Linked DNA regions of Ovis aries: region 1 is linked to region 2. Evidence: chromatin contacts called from public Hi-C data. All regions are on one chromosome and are shown on one strand. Each heading gives the region's core, a stretch centred on a gene start, on an enhancer-like site or on the middle of the called end of the contact. The rest is flanking DNA. Distances are from core to core; before and after follow the strand shown.

What was found. A called contact is a pair of places that touch in the nucleus more often than the background predicts.
Region 1: a Hi-C map of hypothalamus shows a contact between it and region 2, with 3 times the contacts expected there. The contact joins the promoter of SMC3 here to the promoter of MXI1 in region 2. A contact is called at or near these places in 4 of 16 Hi-C or Micro-C datasets (hypothalamus, liver, muscle and 1 more).

What each region holds. Positions count from the first base shown.
Region 1 is chr22:30,648,401-30,654,942 of ARS-UI_Ramb_v3.0, reverse strand. SMC3 (structural maintenance of chromosomes 3) reads right to left here and starts at 4,807. Exons shown (of 28, transcript XM_060404450.1): 1 at 4,669-4,807; 2 at 3,595-3,670. The coding sequence starts at 4,683.
Region 2 is chr22:30,306,458-30,313,104 of ARS-UI_Ramb_v3.0, reverse strand. It overlaps MXI1 (MAX interactor 1, dimerization protein), which reads right to left and starts at 2,429. Exons shown (of 6, transcript XM_027960481.3): 1 at 1,922-2,429. The coding sequence starts at 2,183. It overlaps LOC132658413 (a long non-coding RNA gene), which reads left to right. Exons shown (of 2, transcript XR_009598041.1): 2 at 1-308.

The DNA of each region.
Region 1 (6,542 bases), core at 3,558-6,057, 340 kb before region 2:
TACAGCTATTTACATAGCATTTACACTGTATTACAAGTAATCTAGGGATATGCTTAGGTTATATGCAAAAAGACTAAGATTTTATAACAAGTTTTAGTCACATCCAAGATACCAAAGAGAAACTATAACTGTATAAAACTGATATTAAGATATTTAACCACTTCTAATTTATGAGTTAAGGAAATACTCTAAATCTAGTAATTATTCAAGTTTCTCCATTTCTAAAGATTTTCTGATTGATGAAAATCAGAAGATGCTTATAATCAAAATGTAAGTAAAACTCTAGTACAATCAATCTATTCTTAGAGCACACTAATTAATGATTTTTCAGTAGGTTAAGGCAGAAGGAAAAGTATGTTTTTATTACCAACTACAAAGCTGCAACTGATGTTTCAAAGGCAGGCTTTTTTGTGCCCTCAATTTTTAAATTTTATTATTTATTTCAAAATAAAATATGATTCTCAAAAGTTTCTCTGGGAACATTAGTATTCACTGTTCGTCCTTATTTCTGTATTGTCAACTAAACTGGCACTTGCCAAGAGCATTTGCCAGCAACAGAACAACAAGGGCATTTGCCATTTGCCTCTGCAGAGATGGAACCCTGTGCTGCTGCAGCTGCTGGCCTTCAGCAACCACCCCCCCCCCCCCCCCAGCTGAATTCAGGGTGGAGAGTCAGGCACTGTGCTCACTCTCACTTTCCCACCAGGTCTTCAGATAGATATTTTCAGGAACTGATTTCATGATCCCAATCCCTGCATCTCTTCAGATCTAGAAAATAACTAAATCCCTCATGATGACATTCTCTCCTCCTGACTAGCAAAAAACTTTGTGTCAAGTAAGCGCTTGCAAAGTAATGTTCAAAATTCTCCAAGCAAGGCTTCAGTTCTCCTAAACAGAGAACTCCCAGATGTTCAAGCTGGATTTAGAAAAGTCAGAAGAACCAGAGATCAAATTGCCAACATCCACTGGATCAAAGAAAAGCAAGAGAGTTCCAAAAAAATATCCACCTCTGCTTCACTGACTACGCTAAAGCCTTTGACTGTGTGCATCACGACAAACTGTGGAAAATTCTTCAAGAGATGAGACTACCAGACCACCTTACCTGCCTCCAGAGAAACCTGTTAGAACAGTTAGAACTCAACATGGAACAATGGACTGGTTCAAAATAGGGAAAGGAGTGCATCAAGGCTGTATATTTTCACCCTGCTTATTTAACTTATATGCAGAGTACATCATGAGAAATGCTGGGCTGGATGAAGCATGGGCTGGATGAAGCATAGGCTGGAATCAAGATTGCCGGGAGAAATATCAATCACCTCAGATATGCAGATGATATACCACCCTTATGGCAGAAAGCGAAGAAGAACTGAAGAGCCTCTTGCTGAAGGTGAAAGAGGAGAGTGAAAAAGCTGGCTTAATACTCAACATTCAAAAAACGACGACCATGGCATCCGGTCCCATCTTTTCATGGCAAATAGATGGGGAAACAATGGAAACAGTGAGACTTTATTTTTCAGGGCTCCAAAATCACTGCAGATGGTGACTGCAGCCATGAAATTAAAAGACGCTTTCTTCTTGGAAGAAAAGCTATGACTAACCTAGACAGCATATTAAAAGCAGACATTACTTTGCCTACAAAGGTCTGCCTAGTCAAAGCTATGGTTTTTCCAGTAGTCGTGTATGGATGTGAGAGTTGGACCATAAAGAAGGCTGAGCACCAAGAATTGATGCTTTTGAACTGTGGTGATGGAGAAGACTCTTGGGAGTCCCTTGTACTGCAAGGAGATCAAACCAGTCAATCCTAAAGAAAATCAATTCTGAATACTTACTGTAAGGACTGATGTTGAAGCTGAAGCTCCAATACTTTGGCCACCTGATGAGAACGGCCAACTTATTAGAAAAGACCCTGATGCCGGGAAAGATTGAAGGCAGGAGGAGAAGGGGGTGACAGAAATGAGATGGTTGGATCGCATCACCAACTCGATGGACAGGAGTCGGAGCAAATTCCAGGAGATGGTAAAGGACAGGGAAGGCTGGCATGCTGCACTCCATGGGGTCACAAAGAGTCAGACACAATTTAGCGACTGAATAACCACCAAAAGGCTTGAATGCACTGAACTTCCCCTTCACCAAAATCTTAAGAGACTGACCTTCCCCCACTGTCTCTTTGGAGCAGTCTCACAGAGTTATCTGAGGTGCTTATCTCCTGGGCTGCAGTCCTCATTTTGCCCCAAATAAAACTTAATTCCCAACTCATGCATTTTTTTTAGTCAACAGTATGAATCTTACCTCAAGCTATGGACTCCATGGTACATACTCTCCCTGACCCCTAATTCATATGTTAAAGCCCTAACCCTACTATGTGAAGCTTTTTGGAGATAAGGGGTCTTTGGGAGGTAATTTACATGAGGTTAGGAGTGAGGCCTTTATGGTAGGACTGCTCTTTCAAGAGGGAGAGGTTCAAACAAAGGTTCTCCAGAGCAGTGAAAAAATAAATCCCTGTTGTTTAAGCCATCTAGTCTATGACATTTTGTTGTGGCAGACCAAGCCAACTAGGACACTGTAGGGCTGAAATCTATGTTGATAGCGATTCTATACTTTTCTGGTGTCTGCTGCTGCTGCTGCTAAGTCGCTTCAGGCATGTCCGACTCTGTGAGACCCCATAGACGGCAGCCCACCAGGCTCCCCTGTCCCTGGGATTCTCCAGGCAAGAATACTGGAATGGGTTGCCATTTCCTTCTCCAATGCATGAAAGTGAAAAGTCAAAGTGAAGTCACTCAGTCGTGTCGGAATCTTAGCGACCCCATGGGATTTTCCAGGCAAGAGTACTGGAGTGGGGTGCCATTGCCTTCTCCTTTCTGGTGTCTAGAAGCACTCATTTAATCTGTTCTTTAAAAACTCAGCAGATGGTCAGAAAACACCTGCTGTCTGTATCACTATCATCTGTAGAACCTATATATTAATTATTATATTGAAGGACAATCACCATTAGCCCCCTTATCCTCACATTATTGCTTTCTCATTTAATGTTCCCAACAGCCCTAAGAAACATGTATCATTATTTCCACTTTCCAAGTGAGAAAACTGAAGCATCAGGAAGTCTGAAGAATACATAGCAGAACTGGGATTTGAATCCCATTCTGCCATGATCCAAAGTTTATGCTTTTCCTATCAAGCTGCATGGTCTGTCCTTGGACATTATAATGGGGAAAAAAAAATGTCTTAGAACAACCTAATTTGTGAATAAAGAATGGTCATCTTTGAAATAAGGCAATAGTGACCACTTTTAAAGTAGGAAATGACATACCAAGAATAGCTGAAATGCTAAATTTAGTGCCATTCACTATAAACTTAAATCTATTAAAACACATACACACAAGGCTACCAAATAAAAATGAATACTCTGTCTTATCCAAGTATTTTTAAACGTAAAAAGGAAGCAATTTCATCAGTGCAGATAAAAGTATTCACACAGAAAAAAAAATACAAATTTATGTAATATTAAGACAATTCCTGTCTCCTTAAGCCTAATGTAGGCAAATTTAAACGACTATGTAGACAGAAAACTGACAAGAGTGAACCATGAACACTTACCAATAACATTATGTTTTGAACTGAACGGGTCTACAATTGTTTGATCTCTATAACTTCGAAAACCCTGGATAATAACCTAACAAACAGAAGAGAGATTTTTTTCAGAAAGAAATAACATGCCCCAAAAGAAATAACCTCTAAGCTAGTATTTTCCTTTTGCCCTCCTTCCCTTTCTGGTTTCCCATTTAATGCCAAATAGAAAAATTCCCATGTCAGAGAAGAAAAATTTATCTTGGAAAATGATTTAAAAATCTTCTTAAAACTGCCCGTATATCAGTAACCACTACCAGTGTTGCTTAAGAGAAGTTATAATTAGTAACCTGTTAGGGAGCGCTCAAAATCAAATACACTGGGTAAGGCTGGCTGGAACACTAACCATCAGAGGGCCGGATAAAAGTCTTATCAAGTATGCAGGGGGGCTCAGCGGTCCTGGGCGCCCCTTTCAGTCACACTCTGACCAAAAAAGAGCCGCCCATCCAGGACAGGACTGCTCCGAGTCCAACACATCCAGCCGAGAAACTTCTCTTAACGAGTGTGAATGGGCTCATTTTCGGGGTGGCCTCCAGCGCGGGAAGACCATTTTGACAGAAAGTAAACAACGGAATGAGGAGGCGCTACACATTCTGCAGGAAGGAGGGACCCTTTCACGTCTCCGGTAACTCGGGGAGGAGCGAGGCCCCTGGCTAAGCTGACACCCAGCTTGGACCCCACAGGCGTCCCGAGGCCGGGGACACCCTCTCTTCACACACGCCACGCAAAAGGCTCGCGAGGGGGCTGCCTAGCCCCACAGGACCAAGCTGCTTCTCGTCCACCCGGGAGGGCCCGGTTCCCTCCAAAAGGCCCACGTCGCCAGCCCCTCCAGCTCTCTCCGCTAGAGCCCGCCTCCCTCAGACAAGCGCCCTGCGGAGAGGCTCGGGCTGCAAAGGGGCGGCTCGGGCTGCAAAGGGGCGCCCCGAGCTGCGCCCCTCCCCCACAGTCCCTGTCCAGCCCCGCGCCACCCTGCAAGAAGCAACACCCCCGACAGGAGCTGTCCTCACGAGCCCCTGAGGGGCGGGAGGGACGCACAGGCCTCACCTGCTTTATGTACATGGTTCCGTGCCCCTGGCCGGCGAGAAGGGCTCCCGGCGAGCAGCAACAACTCGGCAGCGGGGTTAGGTGAGGCGCCTAAACGACCCCACCCCCCAAGGCGCCGCTTGCACCCCTCGAGCCAAACAAAATGGCGGCGCCCATGGAGGCGGAGTCCCCGCCTCGGACGGAACCACCCTCGCAGCTTCCCTCGGAACGTGGGGGGAATCAGAGTCAGATCTGCTCTGTATTTTTAGCAAAAGAGCCTTCTGCGATGTCGCTAGCTGAATTTCATGTGACTCCTCAATTTTTCAATGAATTTTCCCTGAGAAGTAGTCGGAAACTTCATTCGGAAAAGCCTTGGTCGTGAGATTGACCTGTATACCCTCCGAGCGGGCAGCCAATGGTTGCGGCCACAAGGTGGCGAAAGGTTCGGCGCCAAAGCTGAGAGAGGGTGTCCAAGCGCCAGTAGCCGTGCGAGTTGACGGCCCCGTGGTCTCGCGCTGTTTGGAAATACCGAGCTGGGGCGGGCGGCGCGGCTGCCCGAACCTGTAGTGTACACGACCTGGGGGGAAACTCGGGGGGCAGAACCCCTGGTCCTCTATTATTCTCTCTCTTGTGTAACTTAGAATGGCCCCCGCTGACTCTGGACTCCCCACTCTCAGGACAGCCCCAAAGGGACTTGACGCTAGAAAATTAATTTTAATAATGTCATAGTTATTAATATCCCAGAGCTGTTACTGCTCTGCCAATTGGTATAAATCTAGGCAGATTGGACAACTGGAACGCAAAGATTTATTTAAGATTAAAACCCCTCCCCCCCTTTTTTTCCTAACAGCCTAAAAGCTTGGAGGTGCTAGTGGCAACCCTGGGCGTATCTGATCTGCACCAATCGCAGGAGAAAAACTCGGATCTCTGGGCCGCTGTAAAATTACCTGCCACTCAGCACTCAAGTTGGTCGGTCCTCGCCACCCGTCCCGCTACGGCGGACAGTTCTAGCGCTGATTATTTCTACATTGAGCTATTTCAAATGACTAACTTCGTCCCTGTCAACGCCTCTTGGTGCTGGAAGAAGACTTTATGTATGTACCTTTTTAATAGATGAAGAGGACAGGGACACTTCAGGGAAAACAAATGACTTATTAGAGGAGGCAAGGGAAAGAAAAAGAGCACTTCAGGGAAAACATACCACTTTTAGGAAAGTCAAACCGGCCCTTAGGAGAAGAGATGGAAGTCGCTGGTTTTTGCGACTTTGAGTATTACTTCCGTGATGAGACCAAACAAACTGAAAAGTTTTAGTTTGGAGCAGAGAAAGATTCATTGCGAGGAGAATGGGGCAGCTTATGTTCAAAAAGCACAAACTACCCAATGGTTTTCTGGGAAGAGTTTTGATAAGCAAATTTTGGAGGAAGGGCTGCAGAGGTGTGTGACCTGGTATAGTAACGGTGATATTCCAGGACTCTCAATTAGCCCTCTTGTTCCAGCCAGTCGGGGGTCCACATGCTTGCGCTCAGCCTTCATTTACCGTTCTTGATCTGCCTGGGGGACTTAGTGCCTGTAGAAGAACTCAAGAGATGTGTACCAGATTGTAGTGTGTGTACCTTGAAAAAGAACCAGGACCCCTCCCCATCACTGCTCTATTGTTTCTTGCCTCCTTTTAATTTCTTTCTACATTCCTTCACTCCCCTAGTTAGTAACTTTGAGTATCCCCTTTGGAATCCAGGGAAAATCTAGGAGGCTGAAGCCTTTTTCTTACAAACAAGAAATGGGAGACACAGGTTTTTGGTATGAGGCAGGGCCCCCAGGGTCCTGCCTGGATTCAGTAACACTCAAAAATCTAACTGCTCCCTTTCTCCGATGGGTCAGTTACTCTGATAACTTTC
Region 2 (6,647 bases), core at 1,180-3,679:
GCGGGGGACGCGGGACGCGGAGGAAGCTCCAGCAGCTTCTCGTACACCCCTCTGTAGAGGGGACCGGGCGGGGGCAAACCAGGTTTGCCACTCACTGCCAAGGTGCCCTTTTTGGGTGCACCCCCCCGCCAAAGCCGGCGCCACGGGACAGACTCGGGGGAATGGGGGACCCGGGCGGGGGGGGGTGGTTAGAGTAAGAAATCACGCCCCTCCCCCTCCAACAAAAGCAAACACACCAAACAAAACCATGTCTTCACCCACCTCCCCACCAGCTCTGACCCTACAGGCGAAGGCATACTGCCCCCCACCCGACACCCGGAATAATCGCAAACTGATTCGGCTGCAACCGCCGGCGATGCGCCTTTCTCGTAACCCAGGCACCCCGAGAAAACAGGGACAGAAGAAAAGAAAAGAACGCACCACCAACCTCCCAACACAAATCCTTGTTTTTGCCTTAAGCTACTGCACGATTTCGCTGCCATCACGCGGTTACTTTAACCCCGAAGGCCTGGGGTGTCGGTCATCTAGGGTGTTTTTGTGTTTGAGGGTTGTTGTTGTGTTTGGGGGGGTTAGGTTGCAAGACTTGACACGTTGCAATCGGACCATTTTTCTCCCTTTCTTTCTCTCACCCCCCCCCCCTCTTTTTCTCTCATCTCATTGATCTTCCTACTTGCTCGGACAGATTAAACAGCTAGCTTTTCTCTAGTCTGTGGCCTGTCCGCCTCGGCCCCTTCCTCCTCGCAGCTATTATTTGTGAGAACCGTGCTGGAGACGCCGCACTCGCGTGCCCCCGTTAGGGCGCTGAGGCGACGGCGTGGGGAGGATTGGGGGACCCAGGCAAAAATGAAACAAACAAATATGAAAAAGGAGGCCAGGCCGGGGTGGGGCTCCCAGCCCGCCCCCCCCACCCCCGCCCGCAACCATCTCTCTCCACCTGAATCTGGGGTGGGGGTTGGGGGAGCAGTAGAAAGCCACCAGGAAGGCATCTGCCTTCCTCGCCCAGCGCGCTCACTCGGGAGCCGTATCCCGGAAAATAAAGAAACAGCACATAACAGCCCACACCTTCTTCCACAACTATTGTTTCCTGCGAGATCCCAAAGTTTCCTTCTCGCTGAGTCCCCCTCGCCAAGTTTCCCGGGCGCAGCACCGCGGGTCCCGGGCGAGCTGCTGGCGGTGCTTGGTTTTGCCGGCCTGTTTCTTTGGGGGTGGGGGGAGTCGGGGGCAGGGGCACCTAGGGCAGCAGAGGCGCAGGGGCACTGTCTCCGTGGACGCGATGGCCTGAGCCCAGCCTTGCAGCGAGAAGAGAGGAAAAGGCAAAGTAGACAGGAGGAAGAAGCAGAGCCGAGCCAGCCGGAGCCCACGCCGTGGAGGGCTGTTTGCTTGTTGTTATCGTTGTCGTGTGTCTATGTGTTTTCTTTCTGGAACCGCCGAGCTCTGCCTACAGTTTCCAACTTTCGTCTTGTAATCCCCACCCCACCCAGGAACGAGCGACGGAAAAACAACACTTGTCTGCCCGAGAAGGCTCCGGGGGAAAAAAAAAAAAGGAGAGAGGAAAAAAAAAAAAAAAGTAAGAAACGCGACCTCGAAGAGATGAGCTCTCGGCTCAGTTGTCAGCAAACAACAACACTCCCCCGCTCCTCGGCCCAGCGGTTCTCCCACCCTCCCGGAGACGGACAGACTGACGCACCGACAGCACCCCCCCCCCCCCCCCCCACCCCCCCGCCTACCCCCTGCTCGTCTTTGTTACATCTTTAGCAGCTTTGTGCGTGCGTGTCCTTTCTCCGGTGTCATCGGCTTTACTGCCGAGGGCTAGATGTGAGTGTGTTGGGGAGAGGGGGGCTAAGCAGGCGTCAGGGGTCGCCCAAGTGGGCGAGGAAGAAAGAGCCCGGCGCCGAAGAGGAGCCAGGGCCCCCAAACTTACTTTTGTTTTCTTTCTCGATCTGCTCCAGGTAGCTGGCGGCCTCGAGCAGAATCTGCACGTTCTGCAGAAAAGTGTTGATGTGCTTCTCCATCGAGTTCTCGCTGGTGTTGAAAATGTCCGAGAAGGGGCACCTGAGCTTGGCCCCCGCGGGCTCCTCCGGCTGGGCCGGGGGCTGGGGCGCGGTCACGGCCGGGGGCGCGGCGGGGGCCAGCCCCGCGCCCTCGCAGCGCGCCTCCTTGCGCGGCCGCCCGCGTTTGCCCATGGAGGGACCGCGGGGTCCGCCGAGCTCGTCCTCTTTCGGGGCTGCGCGGCCCGGCCAAGCTCCGGGCCCCGGGGGAAAGCCGGCTGGCTGGAGCGAAGAAGGCGCCGAGGCAAGAAGGCGACCTGACTTCCCGAGCCTCGCTGCGTGCTGTTGTGTGTTTGAGTGTGTGTGAGTGTGTGTCGGTCTCGCTGTGGGTCTGTGTGTATGGGAGATTGAATGAACCTACAGGACAGACGGAGGCGCTCTGGCGCCTGGGTCCTAGTGCGAGCCTGTCGCCATCGGACTGGTCAAAATGAAAGGCGGAGACAAGCGAGGCAGGGACCGCCCCCTGCCAGTCCTGGCATACTACCCCGCCTCTCCCCAATCTTATCACATTGTAGAGCGTAGTATTTAAACCCAAATGGAAAAAATACTCGAGGGCTCGGAGCGTACCCACAGAAAAACAAACTATTAAACTGTTGTTCTTTTACTTCACGTGAAAATAATACCAATGCCTGGCACCACATACTAGATTCCAACGGTAGCTGCTATGACTTAAAAAATAAAAGTCCAGTCCAAAAAAATCATACACGTTACCTCAAGTTCTCTCCCCTCAATAGACACACTCCTACATACACACACACACACACACGTACACGCACACGCACACACACAGAGGCACAGAAATCTGCCTTCACAGGGCCAAATGAAATCCCCAGGCCACCAAATCCCAGTTACAAATTTACTCACTCTTTCTTTCTCCCTTCAAATGCAGAGTTATTTTCCAGGAAGGGGGAGGAGATGGAAGCGTCTCTCCCCACACTCCTCTTCCCAGCCTTAGTCCAGCTGTGCAAAGCTCACAGTAGGGAGCCTCCACACCTGGCTCTCTTTTATTTTATTTGGCAGAAAGGCGGACGTGGCAGCCCAGGAACTTCCCACCCCTACCGTGGCTGAATTCCACCTTTTGGTTCTGAAGACCCCTACCCTAGGCGACACTGTTCCATTGCCAGTGCAGACCATTCAGGGTCTGCAGGAACCATGGATGCTTTCCAGGCCTGGGAAGTGTGGTGGCAGTCAGGGCCGTTGGGGAATGCCATAGAGAGGCATTCAAGCCCCAGCTCTGCTGCACACAGACTGGACTGTGAGTGTGCCTGGGCAAGTCCCCTAACCTCTCTCAGCCTGTTTCCCCATCCATGAAACCTCTGATAAGATTCATGAGTTGATTAAATTATATCTGCAGTCAGCATGCTCATAGTATGATCTTTTTCTTCCAATACAGACCCAGATAAGAACCTGAGTCCCCTACTTGGCAGCTAAAAGGAGAAATAAGTTATAGGAAACAAGACTCTCCTGCACTTTGTTGAAAAACATCTGTGCAATAAGCCTATCTAAATATTGTTGCCTTGCAAGGTCTCCTGGAGGTTTCCTCCAGGGAAACCATTTATACAGAAGACACAGTGAATGCTGCCCCCTGGAGTTGTGCAACCCAGCCACTCTGCTTAGAGACAGCTTCACACACACTTGTCAGGAAGACTTTTCCTGGAAATGAAAACTTTTGGAGAAAAGGAGAGAAAGTGTGTTTCTTTGTAGAAAACACTATATATATATGTAAAATAAATTCATGCACCCTCATTGAAGTATTGTGTATTTTTAGACTCCAATAACCTGCTGCTGAATCAGTATTTGGCATTTTAAAGCCGATATATTCACATTTTGGACCATAATATGATCATATTACACATATTCCCTGCTCATCTTCCATCTTGATTGATCTCTGCATCCTTTAGCTAGGGTAGAGAAGAAGCTCCTAAAAGGTGTGAGATAAAAGTTCACCTTCACTGGTGGCTCATTCCCTGGTAAGGAATCTGCCTGCAGTGCAGGAGACCTGGGTTCGATCCCTGGGTTGGGAAGATTCCCTGGAGAAGGGAATGGAAACTCATTCCAGTATTCTTGGCTGGAGAATTCCATGGACAGAGGAGCCTGGCAGGCTACAGTCCATGGGGTCACAAAGAGTTGGACGTGACTGAGCGACTAACGGTTTCACTTCACTTTTTTTCCATCTTCACAACAGCTATTTACTTTTTGTTCTGTTGGAACCACAATCTGATTTACTCATATTTTTAAATCTATAAACATCAAAGGACTTTAGGAAGTATAAACAAGTTTTATCCAATGCCATTTTGCAAAAATTGATCTCCCTTGCCCCTGGTGAAAGTGAGACAAAGAACTTTCTAAGCCCAGAGAAAACCTTGGTTTCTGATTCCCTGGTGGAGGTGTGGGCCAAATGTGTACATATACTGTACTGCAATCTGCATGTATACACACCCAGCAAGATAGGCACACCCCACACATGAGTGCCAGGGCAGGGGTAGAGTGTTTTGTCATTATTTATTTATCCCTGTTTCATCTCTCATAGGTCTGTGAGCTTCAGAAAGCCCAGTGGGAATCTTCAAGCTGGGCCACGGATCTGACCAAAGCCAAAATAAACAATGGCTTGAAGAAAATCTACAAAAAAGTGCTGATTTGCACTATTCCCACAGTCAGCCACAGCCCCCACCATCATTCCCATGGAAAACACCACTGCTGGTGCCAAATCAAGTCTTCCCTCCCATCATAGGGGCATTGTTTTTTGTTATTATGTGAGTTCTTAGCATCAGACAATGGCACCACAAGAGACACAGTGGAGGCAGGAGAAATGCCTTTTTGTTTCACAGAATCTAGGCTATTGTGCCCCAGAGTCTCACATACAGTAGAGTTGCATACATTCATTTTGGTAACGTGTCTTTGGAACGATGAATGTGCTAAAGCTCAAAGGCTCTTCCTTATTTTTTTTAGAGCCCATCAAGTGTTAAATCATGTGAGCATCCCTCCTCCCTAACCATTCCCCAATCAATAGATTTCTCTAATAAAGTTGGCTCCAAACGTAAAGAGGGGTGTTTCAGAAGTTATATCACAGGGCAGACTGAGCTGGCTCACAAGCTCAGCGCCATTCCTGACTACCTTTGCTTCCTAGGAGGAGCTGTTCATACCCTTTTTCTTTCTCTTGGGCCTTTTTGTTTTCGTCTGCGCCGAGTCTTCATTGCAGAGCACTGGCCTCTCTAATTGTGGCGCACGGGGTCCAGAGCGTGCAGGCTCAATAGTTGTGGCACGCAGGCTCCTCTCTAGTTGCAGCGCATGCGCTTAGTTGCCCCATGGCATATGGGATCTTAGCTCCCCAACCAGGGATCGAACTCGCATCCTCTGCATTGGAAGGCAGATTCTTAACCACTGGACCACCAGGGAGGTCCCTCTCTGGAGCCTTGATCCATAAATAAACAGGCCTCTTTGGAAACTTGCTGAGAATATCTGCAGAGAACAGGGAGGGAATGAGAAGGCAATCAGCCTGTAGGAACATGGGAACTATGTTAAAGAAAAGCAGTGAATTTTTGCGGTGCCCAGTCAGGCCAGCCATGATGTTCCCAAGGACCCTAAATGTCTTGGGTGCCCACTCAGCCTGGGTCATATTTTCTCAACCTTCTGTTTCTTTGCTTGGCCTATTTGGCAATATTTTTCCAACAACCTTATTTGCATATTAAAGCAAAATCATTCTTTATTTGTCCTTCTTCCCCCCCAGACTACACTACACTCTTACATCAAAGGAGTTGTTTTGCCTGTAATTATGTCTTCAGGTACACAGAGGCTAGTTAAGTACTGAAGCTGTGATATGAGAGCTTCCCCCAGACCTCCCCATCCTGCATTTGGATGGGATGCCCTTCCCCAGCCTGGACCACTTTGGTTCTCCTGGGCTCCTTAAGCCTGCCCTTCCTCCTCACCTGTGCTCCCTTCACTAGACCTTTCTGCCTGAAGCTACCCTCCAACATCTAGCTTTTCCTTGGACCTTGTTAGCACAACCAGTCAAGTTCTTCTCTGCTCTTTGACCTGTGGTCTTTGCACTCAGGCTTGGTAAATACCATCAAGAGATCTGTCCCCTGCGTTGTCTCTTGAGTCCTAATCCTCAGAGCTTCCCTAGCCAAGCTTTTCCTGGGCACCTTTCCCTTTGAAAGGGATTGTCGGCAATGATCTGATGAGCTGGCTCAGGACTCCCTCTCTCCTTGGGAGCCTTTATCTTGTCTTTATCTATTAGAAGTGGCTTCAAGGGAAGCCCAGGAGTTTCGGAGTGGCGGTTGGGGGTCGGGGTAGGGGAAGGTTAGGAACTGTTAGGCACAAGCAGAATAGCAGGAACTAGAACTGTGGGACTCTGCCTCTCCCACTGGCTCCTGCACAGGCTTAGAAGTGCTGACTAGGCCTCCTTCAACCACTCCCCATGCCCCCACCCCCACCCACACACTCACCAGTGGGTGTAGACATGGGCAGAGGATAAAGAGCCTCCACCCTACATTGGAGCTCACCCGGATGTCATCTGCTCCTGGGCATTATCTCTGCTCTTCTGGACTCTGCCCTCCCTTCTCTTGGACCTCTGAGGTTGGCAGGCCCTTCCTGTCTCAG